Regions from separate parts of the Danio rerio genome. Here region 1 is linked to region 2. Evidence: chromatin contacts called from public Hi-C data. All regions are on one chromosome and are shown on one strand. Each heading gives the region's core, a stretch centred on a gene start, on an enhancer-like site or on the middle of the called end of the contact. The rest is flanking DNA. Distances are from core to core; before and after follow the strand shown. Region 1 holds the start of ushbp1 (Usher syndrome 1C binding protein 1). Region 2 holds the start of rps15 (ribosomal protein S15).

What was found. Hi-C and Micro-C count contacts between places; a contact is called where the count stands out from the background.
Region 1: a Hi-C map of hematopoietic stem cells shows a contact between it and region 2, with 4 times the contacts expected there. The contact joins the promoter of ushbp1 here to the promoter of rps15 in region 2. A contact is called at or near these places in 2 of 18 Hi-C or Micro-C datasets (caudal fin and hematopoietic stem cells).

What each region holds. Positions count from the first base shown.
Region 1 is chr11:6,200,258-6,206,759 of GRCz12tu, forward strand. ushbp1 (Usher syndrome 1C binding protein 1) reads left to right here and starts at 3,697. Exons shown (of 15, transcript XM_073916276.1): 1 at 3,697-3,843; 2 at 6,039-6,157. The region is part of intron 1 of LOC141376513; the gene reads left to right.
Region 2 is chr11:6,051,024-6,057,835 of GRCz12tu, forward strand. It overlaps rps15 (ribosomal protein S15), which reads left to right and starts at 2,806. Exons shown (of 4, transcript NM_001001819.2): 1 at 2,806-2,829; 2 at 3,202-3,287. The coding sequence starts at 2,827.

The DNA.
Region 1 (6,502 bases), core at 2,447-4,946, 150 kb after region 2:
AAACTCAAACACATTTAAAACATGTGGAGAGTGTGTGAATGATCACAGAATATTCATTTTTGGGTCAACTGTCCATTTAGGTGGTTCAAGTACTGTGTTTTTCTCATTTAAACACACACAATAAAAGATATTTTGACAAATGTTCAAAATCGGTACATTCATAGTGGGGAAGAAAATACTATGGTAGTCAATGGTCACCGGTTTCAAACCTTTCAGTTTCTTTTCAAATAAAGATGACAGACATTTCATTTTTGGCTGAACTGTCTCTTTAAGTGGTTTAAATACTGTTATTTTCATTTGTACACAAAAGAAGATATTTTGGAAAATTTTCAAAACCAGTACATTTCTTAGTATGGAAGAAAATACTATACCATACTAAGTTAATGGTTACCGGTTTCAAACCTTTTTTAAATTTTTTTTTTTAAATAAAAATGACAGAATTTTCATTTTTAGGTCAACAATCCCTTTAAGTGGTTCTGACACCGTTTTTCACATTTAAACACAAAAGATAGTTTGAAAAATGTTAAAAACCAGTACAATTGTTGTGGGAAAGAAAATGCTTTGGGAGTCAATGGTTACCGGTTTCAAACCTTTTTTCAAATTTTTTTCAGATAAAGATGACAGAATATTCATTTTTGGATCATTTGTCCATTTATGTGGTTCAAATGCTGTGTTATTACCATTTAAACACAAAAGAAGATATTTAGAAAAATGTCCAAAACCAGTACAATCATAGTAGGGAACAAATACTATGGAAGTCAATGGGTTTTGGGTCAACTGTCGCATTAAGTGGTTCAAATGCTGTGCTATTTTCATTTGAACACAAAAGAAGATATTTTGAAAAATGTTTAAAACCAGTATATTTGTAATAGGGAAGAAAATACTATGGTAGTCAATGGTCACCGGTTTCAGACCTTTTTTCAATTTGTTTTTCGAATAAAAATGACAGAATATTAATTTTTGGGTGAACTGTCCATATAAGTGGTTCTGATACTGTGATATTCTCATTTAAACACAAAAGAAGATAGTTTGAAAAATGTTCAAAACCAGTACAATTGTAGTTTTTTTTTTTTTTTCTCAAATGAAGGTGACAGGATGGGTATCTTTTAATTTCTTTATTCATCAAAGACTTCTAGGAGAAATGTTTTTACAAAAATAGCTAGCTTAAATGATTTCAGCATTTATTATGTTTTTTCCAGCACCATACAAGCATTTTTGAATGATTTCCGGATGCAAGTCATGATGCTGAATAATAAGATTCGGGTCCAAAAATATATGAAAACAGCAGTTAAGTTGTAAGAACGTTTCACAATATCACTGCTTTCTACTGTTTTTTTATTCAATAAACACATCCTTACTGTATACCTTTCTGTGTGTTGTGTATATGTCATTATTATTTAAAACATTAAAAGACCATCACAGTGAATTGAGTTTTTAATATGAAAGTTAATAAATAATTGCTTTAGGTTGTATGTAATAAAATAAATTAGTAAATTGTTGCATTTTACACTCATACTTTTTTTAATTTAATACAGCTATCATTGCTGTGTACATCTTTCTGTGTTGTGTGCATTATTAACTCAGAAAAAACTCCATCAAAGTGAATTCATGACTTTTTAAAATGAGAAATAGATTTCTAGTTCTTTTTTCAAATAAATAAGTTAGTTAATTTGTTATAACATTTTACAATATACATATTACAATAATGTTTTAGTGTATTTTTGGTCCAACAAATGCAGTTTTGATGTTTATCTGTATTAAATGTTATTAGTAAAACTCAAACAGCAGTCTCTTGTCTCCATCTAGTGGCGTAATAAGTTTCCCCAGCTCTTTCATAACAGTGGCTTAAATGCTTTTCAGCATAAATTAATATATAATAGACTATTTAAAACGAATACGTACAAAAGTATTGCGTTAATCGCAAATCACAATACTGCTTCATTATATTTTAGATCAAATAAATGTAGTATTTTACAGGCTACATGAAAAATATTCACTTTCATGAATAACGCCCTTCACAATCACCCTTCAGATCACATTTTAATGACTGCAATAAATTACATGGTTATTATAAGTGCGTCTATAAACATTTAATGATGAATTGTTTCACCGCGTCACTGAAACAAATCGTCGACCAGCCAATGGGGTGATGCGTGAAACAATTCGTCAACAATCCGTGATAAAAATACAAATAAAACTCTCATGCATTATAGATGCTATTATAAGTGTTTGTTTTGAACATGGATGTTGTATGGTTGATAATTAATTTATTTAATACACTTTTGATGATGAATTGTTTCACCACGTCACACTGAAACAAATCGTCAACCAGCCAATAGGGTGATGCGTGAAAAAAATCGTCAACTATCTGTGGTAAAAAAAAAAAAAACAATACCACTAAATAGGCTTTAATATTTTGGTCTCGGGAATTCCGGAGTTTTCCGGAAGACAGAACAATACGGGAGACTCCCGAGAAAAACGGGAGTGTTGGCACGTATGTCTTAGATAACTGTGGTGTCCCTTTCTCATATGAAAACTTTATGCATTAGTTTTCTTTTTAGTTCCCCCCAAATAATATGCCATTGTTTTTGGTACAATCCCTGATTGTGTTATACCTCTAGTCAAATCTGGCCCTAAAGGTTCTTTAGATTCGTTTATTTTTTACACCACACACCTTTTAGTTGACCAAACTCTTCTCAGTTCTATGTCAAACGAACATATTCACTTATTTAATAATAGATTTCGGCTTTCTTTACCTGTTTCCATAGTATTTTGGAATAATATGTTAAAGTCAGAATTATTAGCCCCCTGTTTATTTTCCCCCCTATTTCTGCTTAACGGAGAGCAGATTTTTTTTTTCAACATGTTTATCAACATTTTAATAACTCATTTCTAATAACTGAATTTTTTATGTTTGCCATGATGACAGTAAATAATATTTGACTAGATATTTTTCAGGACACTTCTATACAGCTTAATGTGACATTTAAATGCTTAAATAGATTAATTAGGGTAATTAGGCAAGTTATTGTATAACAGTGGTTTGTTCTGTAGACTATCGAAAAAAATATAGCTTTATTTTGGCTAGAATTAAAGCAGTTTTAAGTATTTCTAAAAACATTTTACGGTGAATATTATTAGCCCCATAAGCAATATTTTTCGATTGTCTACAGAACAAATCATTGTTATACAATGACTTGCCTAATATCTTGCCTATTTGATCTAGTTAAGTCTTTAAAGATGAATACTAATATCTTGAACAATGTCTAGTAAATTATTATTTACCGCTCACCATGACAAAGATAAAACAAATCAGTTATTAGAAACTACCTAACAAAACTATTATGTTTAGAAAAACCTTCTCTACGCTAAACAGAAAATGGGGGAAAAATATACAGGAGGGCTAATAACTTTAACTGTACATGAACAGGTCATTACTTCAAGTTAATAATCAAGGTAGACATTATTCACACAGGAACGTGTGTGGTTAAATTTAGTTCATGATCAGTGCATGCCTTCATCAGCTTATATTATTAGTAAAGATGCATCATTATTCATGCACTGTTATTGTAAAGTGTTACCAAATAAATGCGTCAAATAATCTAAAAACAAACCAAACAGGAAAGAGGTAAAACCCAGTGGGTGGAGGCGACGAGTTTAGCAGAGAGCAGGTTGAATGTTGATGTGCTGAAGCTCAGAAAGCCAGAGACACACAAACTCTCTGCTGCCTGTCACCGGGTCACACTGAACACAGTTTAAAGCGCTTTAATAATTATTTATCCGCTGCTGAGGAGGACATTATCTGAGGACAGCACCTGAAACCAAAGCAGACAAATGACTGAGGTGAGTGACTGATGCTGCGTACATGCTGATCCTTATTGTAGCTCTGTAAATCGTGAAGTACACTCATTTCCTGCGGTCACACTTTACTTTGATGGTCAGCTTGTTGAATTTAAGTTACATTGCAGCTACATGCCAACTAATTCTCATTCGATTATAAGTAGACTGTTGGGGTTAGGGTTATTGTAAGTATACTTTTAAAGCAGTTAAATGTCTGTTGGAGCAGCAGTATCAACAGATATTAAGCAGACAGTCTACTAATACTCAAATGGACCATCAAAATAAAGTGTTACCATTCCTGCTAGCTCAAGCTACTTTCATTTATGAACTGAATCAACACGATTCTTGAAGTTTTGTTTGTGACATCTTAATAGTTTTTTGTTTAATCCACTTTAATTAGTAAAAACAATTCATTCAACTTATAATCAGTTTGTGTTGGGTCAACATGAAGGACTTGTGTGGATCCCAGCATTTTTACAATCCAGAATGTTCTGGGTTTGATATTTCAACCACACAAATTGAGTGCGACTTCATATTTCTGATAAAAATAGCATTTTTTCAGTGGTCGTGTACAAATTTTAACAGAAAGCAAGACGGTTTTAATTGCGAAATGTCATTTGTGAAACCCCAACAATTGTTGACAGATAGTTCTGCAACAAAAGGGACGTCACTGACAAGCATATGATATTTACAGCGGCGTACAACAGCAGCAGTTTGATTTCTTACACCGAGCTGCATACAGCAACAGAGGCAGGAAGTGCAGTTACAGGATGTGTCTGTTTCCTCCTTTTCCTCCGCTCGAAACAAAAGGCTGATGTAGAAAACAACATCCATATTGTTCTGTATGGCAGTTTGTTTTGATGTGCAGTGAAAAATTAGATGAGTTACAAATCAAATCTCCTACATTAGTGCATCAGATTGATTTTATAAATATGCTTTTACATTCATTTTCCTTCGGCTTAGTCCCTTTATTACAGTTTTTCTCAGTTGCTTTGGTGCACTTCTCACTACACTATTTACATTTGCACAACAGTTAATACATTTCTCACAACGATTAGTCATTTGTGCACATCCTAGTAGCAGTTTCTCATTCCTTCCAACAAATTGCAGATGCTTTTGGACATGCATCAATTGCTTTCATAGAACTCCCTGCTATTTATAACTTTATCATTTGCTTATGTCATGTCAGTCAAAATGAACTAAACTTGTAAATGCTGAATAGTCATTGCATACTTGCATGCATATATATATATATATATATAGAAAGCATATTAAATTCAGGTAACTGCATACATTCAATTTTCCTTAAAAGTACCTGCACACCAAACCCTCCAGGAGAAATTTATTAATTTTTCCATTTTCCTTCAACTTAGTCTCTTTCAAGAGTTCACACTTAGCTGATGATTAATTATAAAAGCTTGTTTGGCATGCTGTCCCGGGAGAGAGCCCTGAGCTCATGAGATCCTCGAGCCCAGGGCTTCCTCCCGTTGCAAGGCGGGAGGGGAGTTTGAGCTCAGGTAGATCTCGAGAACTCCCCTGCTGTAGCAAGTGAATGCTCTTGAAATTAATTACTAACTAGAAGTGTGTCTATGTTGACAATTTGGATTGTTCAATTGACTTAATTGCATGTTTTTAGGCGGTGGGAGGAAACCGGGGAACCCGGGGGAAACCCACGTGAGCACGGGGAGAAGTGCAAACTCCACACAGAAATGTCTGCTAGTTTTGGTAAAGCCAGGAACCAGAGACATTCTTGCTGTGAGGCGACAGTGCTAGGCACTGGGCCACCGTGTCACCCGTCTAAGAAGGAGGAGTAGGGGAGGAAGGGGGGACTCTTCAAAACGAAGATAGCAATGGAATAAACCCCAGGGTATTTATAGTAGTTTAGGAGTCATCTGATTGGATCGTAATGAATTAGATAATGCGGGTCAGCTGCTAGCAATCATAAGCACGTGATCCTCTCGAAATTTGTTTATACATAAACTTCACTTATTAATCAGAGGTTGCCACAGCAGAATAACATCAACTTATCCAGCATATGTTTTACTCATTGGATGCCTTTCCAGCTGCGACCCAGCACTGGGAAACATCCATACACACTCATTCACACATACACTACGGACAATTTAGTTAATTCAATCCACCTGTATCGCATGACCATTCTTGTGTAGTCTAATCTAACCTGAAGGTTTTGCCAGCAGAGATCGGACAGTTTGGTGTCAGTGGACTCTGAACTGGCACAGTGTGAGACGGAGGTCAACACTTTACTGCAGATCATCTCTGACCTCAACAGAAAGATGGACTCCCTACAAATACCACGGTAAAACCTGTCTCAAACAACTTCATCAGTCACTGACCACCACTTCTATATGTCGTAGCATAGATTCAACGAGATGCTCGAAACATGTTCCATGGCATCATGAAGAAAGAACATTATGTAGAAATACTGAAGCAACATCTCAAGACATCAGCCAGAAAATTACAACTTGGCCACAAATGGGTCTTCCAAACAGATCATGACCCTAAGCATACTGCCAAATTAGTTCAAATGTGCTTTAAGGACAACAGAGCGAATGTTTTGGAGTGGCCATCACAAAGCCCTGATCTCAATCCTATGGAAAATTCATGGGCAGAGTTGAAAAAGCTTGTGCGAGTGTCGGGGTTT
Region 2 (6,812 bases), core at 1,556-4,055:
ATATTTCTTTGCACACAACATCAAAAGTAGTTCACTGTTTGACCTTGATGTTTTATTTAACTTCTATTCTTTTTTTATTTTTTTTATTGCAATAATAACAATACATTACAACAAATACCGATACAAAACTGAAAGAAGTATAGTACAATCAATAGAAATATTACTTTTTGAAAAAAGTGGATTGTAACAAATTTAGAACAAATTAATAAATGTAAAAGAAATTAAAGGGAACAAGAGAGAGAAAAGAAGAAGAAAAATAAATAATTAAGGGCACATAAAGATAAATTATTGCAGAATATTAAATAAAGCACATATTTTAGAAGTTTTAATAGCTTTCTTATTGTGAGAGTCTATGATGTTTTTTTAAATAAAGAGCTAGTTCTCGTTTAAAAAATAGAAAATTAGGCTTACCATGAGTATATTTGCATTTGTGTATAAAAAACTTTCCAATAAATAAAATGAGGTTTATGCAAAAAGTTGCATTAAGGAATTCTTTTCCTTTAATATATAGCCCCAAAATAACATGACGATAGCTTAAAGAAAAATCACCACAAACCTTTTGGACAATTAACTTCTATTCTGCTGTCAGGTCCACTTGGTTGCAAAAGTGTAGAAAGGGGTTCCAGATGCAATAAAAGTCTTTTAACTTCCGTTTGATAATGTACGTTAGTTTTTCCAGAGCAAGATTACAGGACATTTCCTTGATCCATTGATTAGAAGAGGGCCTTTGAGTCTCTTTCCATTTTAATGCAATAACACGCTTGGCCTGCAGACATGGACACACTTTTAACTTCAGCCAGCCAGCCCCAGGGCTTCCTGTTATCGTCATCCCATTCAAAATCGCTGCGTTTAAGATGCGATTTCTTTAAACGACAGCAATCATCACTGCCTGGCTGAGATACGATATGAAGTGGGCCTCAGACCAAACAAGAAGCACTGCATTAAACTATATTTTACCACACCATGCCTTTAAAATATGGACATCTATTTTACCCCAGAGTTTTTGTGCTCGTCTTTCTTCTCTTTTTACGCTTTAACCACCAAATGAATGCTTTAGTCTATTTAATTTTTATTACATCACAACATCGATGTAGTAAAGGGAACCTTATGAAACTGAAAATAGACCAGCTTTCGCCGGAAGTTTGTTGTTGGCTTAAAAACGTTTGCTGTGCATAAAGTTCATTGCTTTCACATTTACACAAATGAATCTATTGACTTTTTTAAGAGCCGGAATATATAAAATCTAAGAATTGTTTAGTTGTGAGTGGGAAAAGGTAGGCAGTGTCCATGTTTAATAATGCTTGTAACAGTTGAACATTAGGGGCAGGGTACTTATGTCTATAACATTTTTATTTTAATTGTTGTCAATGTCTATTTTTTTTTTTAGGTTTTAAAATAAGAGATTTCTCAAGGATTTTTGTCTTCACCAAGTGGTGGTAAAGTCTTAAAAGTGCAAATGCTCTATGTTGCTTCAATATGGGGTAAATAAATAAATAAATAAATAAATATATATATATATATATATATATATATATATATATATATATATATATATATATATATATATATATATATATATATCACATAAAGACAAATTATAATTTAGAATTTAATAAATATATTTTTGGTAGCTTATAAACCAGAAATAATCTCTCTCTCATCATTTTTTTGGGCAAATTATTTTCATGAATTTAAGTGTATTTTCTTTCCATTTCTAAAGATGTTCTGTGACGAAAATATTATTTTATAAATTATATCTTGTTTAATAAATCCGTTTTGTTTAAATGCACCTATATATATTACACATAATCAGTGAGAAATGGGCAAAAATATGCATTTTCAAAATGGGCTGTATATACATAAATGCATAAACGAGTCCAACCCCTTTTGAAAATGAGCATTTTTGTCCATTGTTGGGTAATGGGTATATGGGGAATTTTGTGCATTTGAACTAAACAGATTTATTAAACAATTACAACATTTATAATGTTTGGTCACCGAACAACTTTAGAAATAGAAAGATAATAGGCCTACATTTAAATTCAAATAGGTCATTGCAAAAAACAAAACAAAACAATGTTTTACTATTTATGTTTCTCTTTTATCTGTTTATTAAAATTATATTTAATATTTCCACCTGATGTATCAATTTATTTTCGCAAATGTATTATAATATTTATCTATCTATCTATCTATCTATCTATCTATCTATCTATCTATCTATCTATCTATCTATCTATCTATCTATATCTATATCTATATATATATATATATATATATATATATATATATATATATATATATATATATATACATACATACATACATATCTATGTGTGCGTGCGTGCGTGCTGGTCAAACGTCTGGGCTCAGTGAAATTTTTAAAGCCTTGAACTCACCAAAGCCAAAGACTAGGAACTTTACTGAAGCTACTATTATTGACCGATTCATTTAATGCAAACATTTTTAAATAAAATATATTTTATTGCGTTTTAAAGAAAATTCTTGTGCTGCAACACATCTGCAACATCATCTGTGGTATTTGTTTTATTATTCAAAAGGGCAGCATTTAGGTCTACTTTAGACAAAATTGCTGTAGCAAATAGGCTACATGTGGTCACATTTGATCCACTTATTACGTCTTTTCTGGGCATATTGTCAGGCTCAATTATATACATTGTTTATATTCTGTTTTTACGTGAAAAACTTACTTCCTCCTCCTCTCCGCAAGATGGCGGCTTTCCAAAGTCGTCATGAAGAATGACGGAACTCTCGCGATATTACAGCGCCTCTCCTGCTTTCTTCCTTTTCCGGTAGTCTCTGAAGATGGTAGGTTCATGTCTTTATTTCTGAATAGCTACATCACATTAATCCAAAGCAATCTGTCGTATATACAATGCGAATCAGAACATTAAACACGAGTGAGATGTGTTTAAGATTTAGTGAATGTTACCAGGCCACTATTTAAGTGTTTGGGATGAAAGATTAGGTAGATGTTCGTCTGATTAGCAGCTTCAGTCTTGCGCTGCATTTCTCAGTCCGGCATGATGGATCCACGGGAATTTTTAATACGTTATTTTTGAGTGGCGTTATGAAGCACCGCGTTTTAACGTATTTAGTCGTTTATTTGTTATTGAAGTCACGGAGAGAGTCGCGGTAATGTCTCCCAGCAGCGGCTAACAGTGGTTGTGTTTCCCGCAGGCGGACACTGAGCAGAAGAAGAAGCGTACCTTCAGGAAATTCACCTACAGAGGTGTGGACCTGGACCAGCTGCTGGACATGTCCTAGTAAGTAAAAATTAAAAACATTTTCGCTCCACACAGTTAGTAAAGACAAAGCTTTATGTAAACTTTTTTTTTTAACTATCATAGTCTGATGTGATGCATTTCAAAGTATACTTGTTCGACGCATGCGCAATAGGTCATATCGTGGGACATTTCATTCCTAGATGTTTAGCGATCATATCTTAAGGTATTGCCAAGCCATGTAACGTTAGACATGTAAAATTATCGTCCTGCTGATTAACTAACTGCTGCAAAATGTGAAAAGTATTCCTTTCATAATTTGTTCACCTTCAAATTTATTCCAAAGTTTTGAGCTTGTTTTAAAGAGTGTTCGAGTGTTTTCACACCTGCCTCATGTAGTTCGATTAAATGGCACTAGAGTTCATTTTCCCTCTCGGTGTGGCTCGTTTGGGCAGGTGTCAGTGTAGCAATCGTACTGTAGTAAGCACCAAAAGCATACCAAGATCTCCTGAAAGAGGTGGTCTCGGTGCACTTTCAAACAGACCTCGTTTGTGGTGAATTATGATCCGAATTTAAACTGACCCAACCGCAAAAAGTACTGCGCCTTTTTGGACTAATCCAGCTGCCGTAGGCCGATGTGCTGTGCATCATGGAATGTGTAGGAAAATATTTGTTGACAGCGCTTTATCGAGAGAGAGAGAGAGGGAAAACCATTACCTGATGGATCGTTGGTAATATTTCCGGAAGATGACCATGTTGCAGTTTAGCTAAATTAATTCACGCCTCCTCCTGAAGTGACGTGCGATGCGTCTTTGCCGTTTGCAATGCATTAAAACATTTTCCAGCCGCATTTCATTTTCGAAATGTATAGTCTGTCCATAGTGATGTATTCAAACTATATAGTATACTATAAGCAGGGATACAATCAGTCAGCGCAGTCGTAGCTCCATATAGTCAAAAGCGACATGTTGTGTTCACCAGTTTGTTAACTGCGGCATTGGCATTATCCCGCACGTGAATTCTGACCAATCGAAAAGCAGTTTAGGAAATGTGTTCAATAATATCTGGCAATGAGTGATGTGGATTTTATCAGATGACTCAATTTTGGTTCTTTTCTACTGATTCGGACCAAAGCAATCAGTGTGGTGTACAAATAACCCAAAAACAGAAGAAAATGCTACAGTGTATCAATTTTTGCCCTGCGTCCAGACCAAAGGAACCCAACTACAGACGTGAAAGCACCCTTAGAAACTTTTTGCCACTGGCGAACATTGGATACCAGTGTCCAACATTTTTAAAAATATCTACATTTTCTTTTTAAATGGAGTATAAGAAACCCCTAAAGGTTTGGAGTAACTTGAGTGTCAGAAGATTTAGATTTTTGGGGTGCACTGTCGCTTTAACTATGCGCAATATGCTGATCCTCATGTCAATTGTTGGAAAGTCGTAAATGAAACCGGAACAATGGGCTAAATGCACAGCTAGTGTTTTTCAGCCAATGATAAACTTTTGGTGAAAGCTTAACGTGACGGTTTTCAATTTCATAAGGTTTCTTTTACACCATCGATGTTAATGTCATTCAGTTTAATAGCCTGCTTCAGGTCCCGTTTACACTAATACGTTTAGTTTTAAAACGGTGTTTTAGATTGATAATGATCTGCATCCACACTAGTGGTTTACCTAGTTTCTGAACCGCTCTCCATCCATACTACAGCACTGAAAATGCACATCACGTGACCACACACACACTCAGGCATGCGATGCAGCGTATGTGTACGTCTGAGCTTCAGGCAGTCATCTACTCAGATGAGAGCAGCGCATGTCGGACTGTTCATCAAGGATCTACCGCTGGATCTAGTCTCACTATATTTGTTAAACGTGATATTTAATTTATCTCGTTGTCTATATCTAACCACATATTCCCCGACTTTGGTCTTTTAAATCTATTACTTGTTCTCAGGTTATGTGTTTTAGCCAAGCGCAGAGATAAGTTAATATATTTGTTTATGTAAGCGCGTACACTGATTCTGCACATTTGACTGATTGCTTGCCTTTATTTCCTATATTGTTTAAACTTATTGTACGTTATACTTTTATAATGGCCATTATTGATTATTAAAACACTGATATTCAGCTTCAGAGAGGGCATGTTTCGTACCGTGAATGACAATAAAAGGAGGCAGTAATGTCATGGGCTCTGTTTTGTTATGCATACAGTGAAGATGACATCATATAAACATGTAGCTACACAGCGCCTCAACATTTCTGCTGTCTGTTAAGTTGCTAATATCAAAATAAAAATAGGCTGTTTCTTATGTTTTCATTTTATTAAGAAAGTGAAACAACGTAGCCAGGGTGATGCGAATGAGGTTATAAAACACACTGCTCCCTTTGAAGATTTACCTAACATGGAGTTTGTTTTCTATATCAAACTTGCAAAGTCCAATAGAGTCTGGCTGCAGATTTGCACTTGCACGCTCTGAATAACACGCTTCCTCTGCAAGTGACGTCAATTACAATCGCCACTTGTGGCCGCTTGCATGAAAGTCCTTTAGTCATTTAACTTAAGGGTGTCCCTGAGGCGTAAAACTCTGAGGTAACGGAATTCATTAAGATCGTTGCAACAAACTTCTTATCGGTCACTCTTTGACCTGAGTGCCTTTTTTCTAAGCGTTTCACTACTGTACTTTCTGTCCTGGTGTACAACTTGAGTACTTAATTATTTGGCAACGTCGTCACTGTCATTGCAAACAAACTTTAAACTTACTCTAGTTTTACTTGTGTTGATTTCAAGTGACGTGACAGGTGCAGGTGTCGATTGTAAATGACGTCACTCGCATAGGAAGGGTGGGTGCCTGAGCGTGCAAGCCTGGAGGTGCAAGTGCCACTCTGCAGCCAGACCCTTCTCACAAAGTCTGAACTTACAATGAGAGCATTTAAGACTGAACTGTGTGCACTTAATATTGAGCAAGAAGCTCCAATCAGAGAGGAGATTGTCTTCGTTTTCCCCTGTCCACACTAACATGGGGCATCAGCGTTTTAGCTTTTTCAAAATGCTCCATTTCTGGCGCTCAAACTCTTGACGTAGTGTGGACGGATGGTGTAACTGTAGCAAAACTCGTGTGTAAATAGGCCTATGTAGTTTTAAGTGTAAAACGAGAGGAAAGACTAAAATCGGGAATCAGGAGAAACTCCATTGAAAATACTGGGTAAAATAAACTCGTATTTTAAAGACATGACAGGGGGAAATGTAAATGAATGCAGTGCTTCTTGTCTGGTCTCAGACCCACTTCATATCAAACATCTAAAAATCATTGAATGTGAAAGAAATCAGAACTTTAACGTGGCAGTTTTATTTGTTTGGAAAGCCCGTTCACTGGAAGTGCTGAGGCTGGATGTCTAAAATTAATAGCCCGTCCACTTTCAATGCTAAATTAATGGAGTTGTTATTTGTGGGATTGAAATCAGGTGTAAATGGTTTGATCTAATGCTGCTTTCACTTCTGAAAGATTGCCTTTATTGCCAGACCACAAAAAAATTAAGATAACACCAAACTGAACTGAGAAA